2 separate regions of the Mus musculus genome follow, and region 2 is linked to region 1. A link is a contact called in public HiChIP or PLAC-seq data. All regions are on one chromosome and are shown on one strand. Each heading gives the region's core, a stretch centred on a gene start, on an enhancer-like site or on the middle of the called end of the contact. The rest is flanking DNA. Distances are from core to core; before and after follow the strand shown.

Region 1 (6,050 bases), core at 983-3,482:
TCTCTTGTTGGGGGCTTTGTGTTTACCCTGTGGCATTCTGGGGAAGTAGCAGAAATTTTAACCCAGTGAGAAGTTAGGCCACTGCAGGGCACGTTCCTTGAGGTACCTGAACCCTGTAGCCAAAGACAGTTGTTGTTCTTAGTTGCCTGGTGTTTTCCTTGTTTTTGTTTTTTAAAGCTTAAAGTGTGTTTTTAGTATAAAATGACACTCTTTGCATCATTCTCTTTGGCTATCATGAGGTGAACAGAATACTTGATACTTCAGTCTTAGGCTTTTGCTGTGATGTTCTGCCTCACTATAGGTACAAAGCAAGACCACGGAGCTCACTGACAAACACATACACAGCCCACAGGAGCTGTTGTGGAGGGATGCAACTGTTTCCCATCTGCAGTGGACAGAGCCTCAGCAACTAGCAACTTTTTCTCTGGCCCATTCTGTGTGGGTCAGAGGTCTCCAGGGGATGGCTGTACATGTGGGCTCAGGAAGCAGGAGATCATCAGGGAAATAGGGCAGACATATTAGCAGGTGTTGGTCTCCACAACTACAGAGGCTGGGAAGCCCTTGGACCTGAAGTGAAGCAGCTGGAGACCTGGAGGAGCAGAGAGGTGAATTCTATCAAGTAAAAAAGCAGGTTATGTGGTCTATTCCTGGCCTAAGTCCGCAGGCTTGAAGTTAGGTGGATGGCAGATTCTCTCTCCCCTCCCCTTTGGGAAGCATTTGTTTAGGAGAAGTGGGCTACATAAAGAGCTTGATCAGAACTCCAGGCCTATTGCCCATGGTTTTCTGGGTCCTGTCTTCCTCAACTACATCCTTAGAGAGGCAAGTTGGCTGCTAACCATATTTCAGGTTCAAATCTACAAACTACAGAGGCCCGACCAAAGGAGAGTGCTCCACCTCTATACACCCAATAAGATTCTCAAGATCTAACGGGGTCAGATGAAGTCATACATCTGCCTTCACTGATGGTTTGTCTGGGGTATGGGATAAGTATCTTTTATTATTATTATTATTATTATTATTATTATTATTATTATAGCTAGAGAAGAACAGAACTTGCAAGTGGCACTTGTCTCATAGATACCTATGGGTCAGTGAGTGTGCCCACGATTCTAGATTAAAAATTTGAGCATTGTTAAGAAGTATGCATAGAAGGGGAAAGTGAATGAACGGACACTCAACAACAGGAAAGGAAAGTTGTTTGGTGTGATGTATAGGGAAGAGAACTGTGACGTAAGCAGCTAATAGACCATCTCATTTAATTAGCACCATCTAGTCTCACTGATTCTCAACCACATTTCCTCCGTGCTTCCCCATCAACTAAGAGTGCTCAGAGCACAGGGTTTTCCAGAGGCCAAAATGTCTCATTTGCATCAGTGACAGGGTAGTCTCTCATCTATGAGTCAGACTAACATTAATTAACCTATTGAAAACAGGGTGTTCTGATAGAGTGTGAAATCAGATTACAAAGCCGGTACTACCCGTAGTGACTGAATCTAACCCGTGGTGCCTCTGCCTGGTTAGCTGTGACCCTAAGGGGTCACTTGCTGGCTTGCCAGCCAGTCTCCCCCAAAGGCCCCCTCCCTGCACTGCTGTGTTCCACTGGCCACCCCTTTCCTCTGTGTTCTTCATCTGGCTTTGCAAGTAAGGAAGCTGAGGTTCAGAGGGGACAGTGATCCTTGGGGTACACAAAGAGCTGGTTAGTTTAGCCCATCCTTATGTGACTACAAAGCCCCCCCCCATCATCCGTGGACCTCTCTCTACATTAACACCGTGTACCTGGATAAACTCCCAGCCCCCAGAAGCCCCTTCTTATCAACAGAAGTGTCATTTAATGAGCATTTGTGCTTAGGCACACAGGGACAGACTCAGGGTGGCATCAATGGCTTCCACCCCTTCACTTTGTCATTTGATTCTTTTGTCCCCTTGTTCCCAGGCTCCGGGTGTCCTTATATCCTTCATGTGTCCAGTACAATAGGGGAGCTATGAATCAGCAGAGATGTATCCTTTTTCAAAGCCAAATAAGGGACTGAGCCCTAAAACCAGCAATAAACCCAACAAGGTTTTATTAATTCAAACAGAGTGTAATCTGTAGTTGGAGGGTGTCTAGGGCCACATCAGCCTGTATGACTCTCAAAGGAAAAGGAAGGGAAAGCAGGGCTGCCCACCTCTGTTTATAGGGAACAATTGTTCTCCAGGTCCAAACCACATGTCCATAATAGGGAAGAAGAACGCCGCCCTATCAGGGAGTTTTTATTCTTAGGGCCGGAAAAGAGCGAAGGCTGCTTCTCTGGCCTGCAGTGTGTCAGCCTTGAACTTCCCATTCCCCCTCATCTCCTTAGCCCTGCCCCCCACCCCCAGCTCCTCAGCTTTGGCCTTGGCTTGCATAAAAATGTATTTCCCATCTTGACGCTGTTGTGATAAGCCACCACCTTTCATATGGATGAGATGAACAGGAAACCACAGAGCATGCAGTCAAAAGTCCTCGCTGTCCAGTGAAGTCAGGAGCTGCCTTTGTGAGACTTGAAGGGACGCCTTGAAGGGGCTCTGATCTCTAGGGCTGGTCTCTAGAGTCGCTGGAACCATAGGCACGACAGAGAGATGTGGCTGTGTCATTTCTGGGTGTGAAGAAAGTAAGAAGGAAGTCCTCTTGTTCCCCTGGAGCAGGGACAGCAGTGATACTCCGATACTCCGGTCTTGGTGGCTGCCCTTTGGGAGACGATTTGCTGCAGTTTTCACAGCAGGGAACCTTTGCCCAGGATTTGGGTGTGACTAGAACAGCATTCATGTTACATTCCTCTTGGGAAAGCTTGTCCTTAGAGCACAAGGCTGTGCTGCCTGCCTCCCCCATCAAACATTCCCTGTCTACCCCATCATGCCCACCATGGCCAGGAAAGCCACCTTGCAGGCCACAGGATCCACAGAGAAAAAATTTTGAATGTCTCATCAAAGACTTTGTAGAGTAGTCCCTGCAGACCAGGCTGGTTCCTGTGGACCAGCAGCCGTTTACCACACAGTCCGTCTTTCGTCAATGACTGTGTAAAGAGGCAGGGCTAGATTTGTAGACCGGGTGGTGTGTGCTTTCAGACTCTTCCCGTCTCCTGTGCAAAATGTGTGACTCCTTTCCACCGACATTTGGGACAATTCTGAGACATGGGTCTGTCTCCTGTCCTAATTGTCTATATAGCTTGTTTTTCCGGCCTGAGGATTGGACCTAGGGCTTGATACATGCAAGGGAGGTCTCTAGCATTGAGCTACAGCCCCACTGATTGTCTTATATATAAGACTGAAAGGCAAAGGTGGAAGGGAATCTTTCTGTTTTTGGAATAGGGCCTTACTAGGTAGTCCTGACTGATCTGGAACTCGCTATGTAGACCAGGCTGACCTTGAACTTGAGGGTGATCTTCCTGCCTCTTAAGTGCTGGGATTATAGGTTACAGCCCTATATACCTGACTCTGTGGAGTGTAATTATAACCAGCCTTTCTTAGTTATAACATTTATAGTGTAGAGCACTTGAAGGCATTACATAGTCTCTAGTGTAGCCTAATAGTGTAAGTTCAGATGAGACTTTGTCAATAAACGTCTAGATCTTTGCATATGTCCTTTACAGAGTTCTTACTAAAAGTACAGGGCTCAACCCGAACATGCATCAGGCTTAGCTGGAAAAGCAAATTGCATTACACATATTTGGTATGTTAGTCATGTTTGCCCTCATTTAAATACCCAAGGAAACAATGTAAAGAGAGGGAAGGTTTGTTTGTTTTAGATACTCTTCTATTGCTGTGAAGAGACACCATGATCAAGGCAGCTCTTATGAAAGAAAGCATTTAATTTGGGGCCTGCTTACAATTTTTAGAGTTTCAGTCTATGATCATCACAGCAGGGGCAGCAGAATACCCGAGGGCTTTAAATCCTGATTCACAGGGTGGGGGGTGGGGGAAGTCAGAGGGAGCTCTGGAAAGGGCCTTTGAAACCTCAGAGCCCACTCCCGGTGACACACCTCTCCCTGCAAGGCCACACCTCTCCCAGCAAGGCCACACCTCCTAATTCTTTGCAGACAGTTTCACTAACTAGGGACAGAGTTATATTCAAGCATATGTGCCTATGTATGCCATTCAAACCACCACAGGCTCTGAGCTTTAGACGTTCGTCTATGGGCAGCTGCCATTACTATCCCTAGGCCTGTGTAAGACATCATGATAGACACTTATTCTAAACTGGAGCCTCTCACTTGAACATGAGCAAAGAGGACGAGGCCATGCAAGTTACTATTCTTCAAAGACCCTGTGACCCACACTCCTACCTTCCATAGTTGCAGCGCCTACCAACTGTCTATTCAAATTCTGAATCTGTCAGTGGATGGCACCATTGATTAGTTCTGCAGATCCGATGTCTTGGATACATGCTCACAGACACACACAGGACTGGTGGGATATATGTGAGTCTTAAAATGGAAGATCTGATACATGCTACAACATGAAATGGTCTTGAAAGCATGCCATATAAGGCTACGTCTTGTTTGAGTCCATTTATGCGAAATATTTAGAGCCAATAAACCCAGAGAGGCATAACTCAGATGGGTGAGTGATAGAGGCTGCAGACACAGGGAATTAAGACACGGCTTAATTAGGGCTGAGTGTTGCTGTGCAGTGGTGGATAAATTCAGGAACTAGGTATAGCCAAGCATCTTACAACACCACGCACTACCAAACACTATTGAGTCATTTATTCCAAAACAGTCAGTTTGGGCTGTGTAAGTAGATCAAGGGGGAAGGTTTGCTTGCCTATGTGCAAGGCCCTGGGTTTGACCCTCAACTCCACAAAATGAAATAAAATGATTAATTTTATGTCATGTGAATTTCACTCATTTTTTTTCTTTAGAGTAGAATTGGGATGGACAAGATGGCTCATTGCCTAAAGGTGTTTGCACACACACACACACACACACACACACACACACACACAGAGAGAGAGAGAGAGAGAGAGAGAGACAGACAGACAGACAGACAGACAGACAGACACAGCCTCCTACTGATGAGAAGCTAGCTACTCAGAAGACATTAAATACAGGGTTTTTTTTTTTTTTTCTCTTGATTTTTTGAGACAAAGGCATAGCCAGCCCTTGCTGTCCTGGAACTTGTTTTGTAGACCAAGCTGTCCTCAAACTCACAGAGATCTGCCTGTCTCTGCCTCTCTAGTGCTGGGATTAAAGGCATGTACCTCCGTGCCTGGCTTTGAATACAGGTTTTCAAGACTCAAGCGTTGCGCTTGTTTGTGTCACTCTGGGGACACACACTGACATGCCCTGGACTTTGGATGCTGTCATTAGTAATGAAAGATTAGCTACCTTTGTAAATGTTTGCCTGGTATTTTAAAACCACTCCACAATAAATGTGATTTTCATCTGATTTTAATTTTGGTGATGGAACCCAAGGCCCCATGCATACACAACACATATTCGATCACCAGGCCCTTTAGGTAAAGCTATTTATTTATTTTGTGGTTTTGAGACAAAATCTCATGTAGCTCTGGGAGCCAGGAACTCACTAAGTAAACCAGGCAATCCTTGCTACTGTTAAATGCTGAGTTTTTAAAAGTGTAAGACCCAAGCTGGGCAGTGGTGGTGCATGGCTTTAATCCCAGCACTCAGGAGGCAGAGGAAGGCAGATCTCTGAATTCAAGGCCAGCCTACTCTACAATGGGAGTTCGAGGACTTCCAGGGCTATAGAGAGAAACTGTTTTGAGAAACAAAACAAAAACTTAAAAGAAAAAGTGAGATCCTATACTTGGCTTTGTGTGTGTAATTCATTCAGTCTTTCTGTCTGTCTGTCTATGGATCTATGAACAGGGTTGTGAGAAACAAGATAAAGATCCTGCTTTGTAACAAGAGCACTGGAGACTAACAGTGTTATTTTAAAGTCTTGGGCATCAGCCTAGAGAGAAGATAAAAACCACCAAACTGGCAATTTGATACAAATGTGTTGTTATATTTCTAATTGCGTTTCTCTGCCCCTGAATTCCTCATCGGCTGAGTCGTCCAGGGCGATACAGT
Region 2 (6,294 bases), core at 1,126-3,625, 490 kb before region 1:
TTTCACTGAGATACAGTCCTACTGTGGAGCCCAGGCTGGCCTTCTGATCTTCCTGCTTCAAGTCCTGAAACTTCAGGTGGGTACCGGTGAGTCCTGCTGTCCCTGGACAGAACGACCCTGTTTCCCTGTTAAACTCCTGAGCTCCATTCCTTCATAGTCAACAGTGTTTGGTCTGAGGAGATTTCAGGCTTTGAGCAGAAAACTGTCAGACTATTGAAATTGTGACCATAACCAGAGCATTTTACCTACACTCTTGCTTTAAGAGGTGTGTGTGTGTGTGTGTGTGTTTTTCTTGAGATAGTCTGGGTATGACTTCAGTCTCAAAAGTCCCATGAGCTCACTGGTCATAGCCTATAAAAACAGCATGAGGAAATGGAGTCAGGAGGACCAGAAATTCAAGGTCATCTTTGTTTCTACATATCAAGTTTGAGAGTACCTGAACTTCATGAAAACATGCTGTCCCCCACCCCTCACCCCCACCATGGAATAGGGCTAGTGAAAAGGTTAAGATTAGTAGTGGGTAAAATATTTGCCACCAAACCTGAATACCTGAGTTTCATCCTCGGAACCCACAAGTTGGAAGGAACAATAAAGAGAAACAGTCATAAATCACTGTTATCAAGGATATATAGTAAGCTTGTTTCAGAAATATTAAGTTGCACAAAGAAGAGTTCGGTTGAAGCTGCACTCAAGGGTGACTGAGTAAGCTACCCAGATGTGTTAGCAACTGTAGGAAGGGAAAGTTTTACTTCTGACGTATTAAAGATGCTGACTGTTCATTTTGCTCACTTGCTGGCGTAGTAGCTCAAACTTTTAATTGGAGCCAGGACCCAGGAGGCAGAAGCAGACAGGTCTCTGAGTTCCAGGCCAGTCTGATCTACAGAATAAGTTCCAGGCCAGCCAGAGCTACATAGTGAAACCCTGCCTCAAAAAAACAAACAGTTGGGTGTGGTCTCAGCCAGGTGGGATGAGTTGGTTAACAGCAGCCTAGCGAAAGCAGCCCTAGTCTGTCCTGGGATAATTAGGACAATATTTGTACATTGTAAATCATCCCATTCGTCCAAACAACCAAAAGGGGAATTTCTGTCTCTGTGAAAGATGTAATTGGTCAAAATGTAACGTAGGGCCATGGATCTATACAAAATGCCAGGAGTTAGGTTCAGGGCTGGTCCCCCTTGGTGCCTTGGTGGGAACCAGTCCTACATTGCTACTCTAGGTGCTGGGGTGACTTCAAAGTTGTCCTTGAATTCCACGTGTCCTTAAAAGGAATGAGGGGATGAACAAATAAATGTAACCCCCCCACACACACACACACACAGGGTTTCTCTGTGTAGCCCTGGCTGTCCTGGAACTCACTCTGCAGACCAGGCTGGCCCTGAACTCAGAAATTTGCCTGCCTCTGCCTCCCAAGTGCTGGGATTAAAGGTGTGAGCCTCCACTGATGGCTAAATGTAACTTTTTATTTTATTTGTTTGTTTATTGGTTTTTTGAGACAGAGTTTCTTTTTGTATCCTAGGATGGCCTGGAACTCGGTCTGTAGACCAGGCTAGCCTTACTGTGTGTGTGTGTGTGTGTATATATATATATATATATGTGTGTGTGTGTGTGTGTGTGTGTGTGTGTGTGTGTGTGTATTATGTCAGTGGTGGTGCAGGCCTTTAATCCCAGCACTTCTGAGGATTAATTATGCAGAGGAAGACAGATCTCTATGAGTTTGAAGCCAGCCTGGTTTACAGAGTGAGACCAGGTCAGACAGGGCTACACAGAAAAAAACCCCATCTGGAAAAACCGACTTAAGAAATTAAACAAACAAAAACAAACAAAAAACCTAACTGGGCTGGAGGAATGCCCCAATGGGTAAGAGTACTTCCAGAGGACTTGGGTTCAGTTCCCAATACCCTCATGACAGCTCACAACTGTCTGTAACTGTAATTCTAGTTCCAGGAGCTCTGACAGTCTCACACAGACATACATACAGACAAGGCGCCAAGGCACATAAAATAAAAATTATGAGAATGTATAAAAAATCTACTTGAGTCTGATTCTGAGGAGGGAAGGGAGGGAAGGAAGGAGGGGAAGAGAGAAGTGGCTAGGATTTCATTTGTCACTAGCTTCAGCGTGAAGTCCACAGGTCCGAGGTATGCCAGGCTTGGCTGACCCAAGCACCATTGACCCTGAGGCAGCACCAAGGCAACCACGCTGGCTCCAGGCTGGCCAGCAGATGGCTGCTCATCAGCTCCTTCCCGCAAATCCCGGTCGCTGCGTGGTGTGTCGGAAGGCTAATCCTGCGGGTGCCCTGACCTCAGCCCTGACTCCGGTCCCCCATCGCTCCAGTGCATCCCTATAAGCCACGCCTCCCTGGAGCTGGCTCTTCCCGCTCCTCCTCCGTGCCGGTGACGCCCCCAAGCTCCCTCGGGCCCCCTCTGCTGTGTCCTGGGGACCGGTGCAAACTGGTTCTCCGGGTGGATTTGTACCCTCCGGAAGGAGCGGAGCTGGGCCCCGTCCCTAGTCTTTTGTGCCTGGAGAACGGGTCTGGGTCATTAAACCACTCAGCGAAAACGCCCTCTCCTCCAAAACCCCCGGGACTTGGGTGACATGTTGCGTGCAGTCTACGCCTGACTATATGCCCTTCTAGCTTTAGGTTTGTCTCCATGGGTCCCCTGCAAGGAGCTGAGAGACTGGTAATCTAGCTGACTCTTGGGAGGCCCCAAAGTAGGGATGGAGTCTAGGAGTTTTCACACCTGATGAAGCTGGCTAGGCTAATACTGTGGCCTCAAGAGGTTACAAGTCTGCGGATCCCGACAGGAAAAGGTCAGTCGTAGCAGATTGCCCCAAAGTCATCAATTCTGAGGTAACCGTGGGGCCTGAAGAGCTGAGTCAGTAGAAGAGGGAATTCTAAGCGTCCCGCCCCGGGGGGAGGAGCTAGGTCTTAGGAACACCAAAGATAGGTAACTTAAATAACTTTTCGCGCAACTGTTGTTGACTTGGACAGTCACGAGATGGGGCTACTTCCCTTTGGGACTGTTTAGCTTCTATTGGATGGGGAGGGGCCCCCAGAAGGCTGACGGGAAGGCATCCTACACACAAATGTCACAATGACGCATTACTTTGACCCTCTGCTCTACCCTAGGCCCTGTCCCCATGGTGTTTGCTCTGTGTTTGAGACCGGGTCCCCTATGTTATCCACCCCTTGAGTCCCAGACCCATATATGTTGGCCATATTACCATCTCCTTTCAGAGACCCGTTCTGCCTTGTAAGACAGAGCCTCATTCAAAGCATTGGTGCCCAGTAAGCACCTGGCTGCTTATCCCTTCTTTCCATTAGGTCAGCTGCTCCTGGGCAATCAGCTGCTCCTGTGTATGGGATTAAACCAGGTCAGGCCATTTCTACTCTGTGAAAAGCAGAGTCCTTATTCTGAGGCAATACTGTGTGGAGAACAGCGGTGGTGATGAGGTGCTGTGCGGCTGAAACACTGAGGGCAAGGAAAGCATCCCCCGAACCCACAAAGGACAAATCTCTGTCCTTAGCATGATGGAAAGAATCCAGTGTGGTCAGCTTGCACTCGGTGGCTGGCTAGGTTCCTGGCTGGGTAGCAATGTGGGCTGAACATTGGTCTCTGCTGTTGGCCAATCTACTGCTACTAAGCAGTAGATGCCAGTTAAGTTCAGTCATCCCTGTGCTGTCATATGTATAACTGCCACCCTTTCTGCCATGATCACTGCCATATGGACCCACTGAGCAAACACTGGGGTGGCTGGAAAGAGACCAGTTCACTTCCACAGGTTGGCAGGAATTCTCTTTGGAAGTGGTTTAAATGTGTCGCCCTGACAGATTTTGCATTAAAAGGGTGATACTGGGAGATGAGACCTTGAAGAAATAGGACTAAGTAGATTTTAAGTAAGATTTAAGAGGGGGCTGGGGGAGGTGTGCCTTTTAAAAGTGTGTTCCTCTCTTGTTCCTAGCTGTGAGGTAGGGGTACCCACCATAGTATGCTGCCTTGCCCCAGCTCAAAAGAAACACCCAAAACCTGAGCCCAGATAAACCTTTCTCCTTGTTTATTTATCTATATAGTGCTCTGTTTGCATGTATTCCTGCATGCCAGAATTGGGCATCAGACCCCAGTATAGATGGGTTCGACCCACCACATGGTTGCTGGGAGTTGAACTCAGAACCTCTCAAGAAGCAGTCAGTGCTCTTAACCTCTGAGCCATCGATCCCCCTACCTTTCTTCTTTTGAACCTAATTGTCTCGGGCATTTATTTTATTTTATTTTATTTTTTCAGTGCTGACTCATAAACACCTGTGACACAATTTCCTTCTTCCCATTCTGTGCCTATCTGGAGCGCTCCGGTCACACACATCCTCTGTCCTGAGGCCTGGTGGTCACCTGACAGCAGTGGTTTTCCTCCCTCACTGGCCAGCCGAGTCATTGTAGATCCCTGCCTCCGTCCGTCTCTCAGTTGAGGCCAAGTACACAAATACACGCGCGCCTCTTGATGCTCTGCCCACTGCAAGACATTCTGTTACCCAAGTTATGCAGGTCCTCCTGGAGTGGGCTGAGGGCTTCAGCTGCCCACTTTCTGTTGGTGCCAGCATATCCTGCAGTGCCATCTGTAAGCCAGGCTTGAATTCATTCCTTCTCAGCCAATTGATCCCAAGGAGCAACCTCGGAGGTCCCAGGAAGAGTCAGTGAAGCAAGAGCCGCCATGGAAGGCATCTAGGCCACCTGCTCACACGGCTTACCTGGGCCTTCTGCACCTGCCAGTGCAGATCTCTCATGTGCCATCTCCACAGGGTGACAGACTGCTGCTGTCAGTGAGTGAGAGGCCATGCATGCAGGACCCACCGGCTGCCTGATGAAGACCCACAGCCACGAATTGATGGCCATCTGCAAACACGCCACACACTTGTCCTCTAGCCCTGGAGGCGTGGGCTGCGTCGTTCTCAGTAGAGCTTGCCTAAGCTGTATCCAGTGACTCCACTTAAGTGGTGTTGAATCAGCTGCGTCACAGGGCCAAGTGAAGCCGTAAGGACTGCTACATTCCTATAATTCCAGCATGAAAGAGGTTGAAGTCCGGAGTTCAAAACCAGCCTGAGCTACTTAGCAAGCTTAAGCCTAGCAAAAGTACCTGCAGCACAAGCCTGGGGGTCTGAGTTCAGATCTTCAGCATCTGTAAAAGGCCTGTGCCTGTGATTGATAGCTAGTGTGTGCCTGTGATAGCTAATGTGGACCTGTGATAGCTAGTGTGTGCCTGTGATAGCTAGTGTGGGCCTGTGATAGCTAGTGTGGGCCTGTGATAGATGTAGTGTGTGCCTGTGATAGCTAGTGTGTGCATGTGATAGCTAGTGTGGGCCTGTGATAGCTAGTGTGTGCCTGTGACAGCTAGTGTGGGCCTGTGACAGTTAGTGTGGGCCTGTGATAGCTAGTGTGGGCCTGTGACAGCTAGTGTGGGCCTGTGACAGTTAGTGTATGCCTGTGATAGCTAGTGTGTGCCTGTGATAGCTAGTGTGTGCCTGTGATAGCTAGTGTGGGCCTGTGATAGCTAGTGTGTGCCTGTGACAGCTAGTGTGGGCCTGTGACAGTTAGTATGTGCCTGTGATAGCTAGTGTGTGCCTGTGATAGCTAGTGTGTGCCTGTGATAGCTAGTGTGGGCCTGTGAAGATGTAGTGTGTGCCTGTGATAGCTAGTGTGTGCCTGTGATAGCTAGTGTGTGCCTGTGACAGTTAGTGTGGGCCTGTGATAGCTAGAGTGTGCCTGTGATAGCTAGTGTGTGCCTGTGATAGATGTAGTGTGTGCCTGTGATAGCTAGTGTGTGCCTGTGATAGCTAGTGTGTGCCTGTGATAGCTAGTGTGGGCCTGTGATAGCTAGTGTGTGCCTGTGACAGCTAGTGTGGGCCTGTGACAGTTAGTGTGTGCCTGTGATAGCTAGTGTGTGCCTGTGATAGCTAGTGTGGGCCTGTGATAGCTAGTGTGTGCCTGTGAAGATGTAGTGTGTGCCTGTGATAGCTAGTGTGTGCCTGTGATAGCTAGTGTGTGCCTGTGACAGTTAGTGTGGGCCTGTGATAGCTAGTGTGTGCCTGTGATAGCTAGTGTGTGCCTGTGATAGATGTAGTGTGTGCCTGTGATAGCTAGTGTGTGCCTGTGATAGCTAGTGTGTGCCTGTGATAGCTAGTGTGGGCCTGTGAAGATGTAGTGTGTGCCTGTGATAGCTAGTGTGTGCCTGTGATAGCTAGTGTGTACCTGTAATCCGATGCTGGGGAGGCAGAGACAGGAGGACCCCCAGGGGGTGCTG

The links. HiChIP or PLAC-seq counts read pairs in DNA pulled down with a chosen protein or histone mark.
Region 2: an H3K27ac HiChIP or PLAC-seq map of microglia shows a contact between it and region 1, with 4 times the contacts expected there. The contact joins two enhancer-like sites. A contact is called at or near these places in 3 of 115 datasets of contacts at active chromatin or transcription factors (bone marrow-derived dendritic cells, extraembryonic endoderm stem cells and microglia).

Annotation. Positions count from the first base shown.
Region 1 is chr1:180,299,138-180,305,187 of GRCm38.p6, reverse strand. It overlaps Gm39713 (a long non-coding RNA gene), which reads left to right. Exons shown (of 4, transcript XR_865777.2): 4 at 1,934-1,986. Among named protein-coding and RNA genes, the nearest start is that of Gm39713, 6.9 kb to the left of the region's middle. Within about 2 kb of position 2,232, at least 74 of the 459 cell types and tissues checked have an H3K27ac peak or open chromatin away from gene starts, as enhancers often do. A contact at or near this core is called in bone marrow-derived dendritic cells and microglia, where this site is marked.
Region 2 is chr1:180,790,377-180,796,670 of GRCm38.p6, reverse strand. It overlaps 2900024J01Rik (a long non-coding RNA gene), which reads right to left. Exons shown (of 3, transcript XR_373751.4): 3 at 4,042-5,045. Among named protein-coding and RNA genes, the nearest start is that of 2900024J01Rik, 16 kb to the right of the region's middle. Within about 2 kb of position 2,375, at least 110 of the 459 cell types and tissues checked have an H3K27ac peak or open chromatin away from gene starts, as enhancers often do. A contact at or near this core is called in bone marrow-derived dendritic cells and microglia, where this site is marked.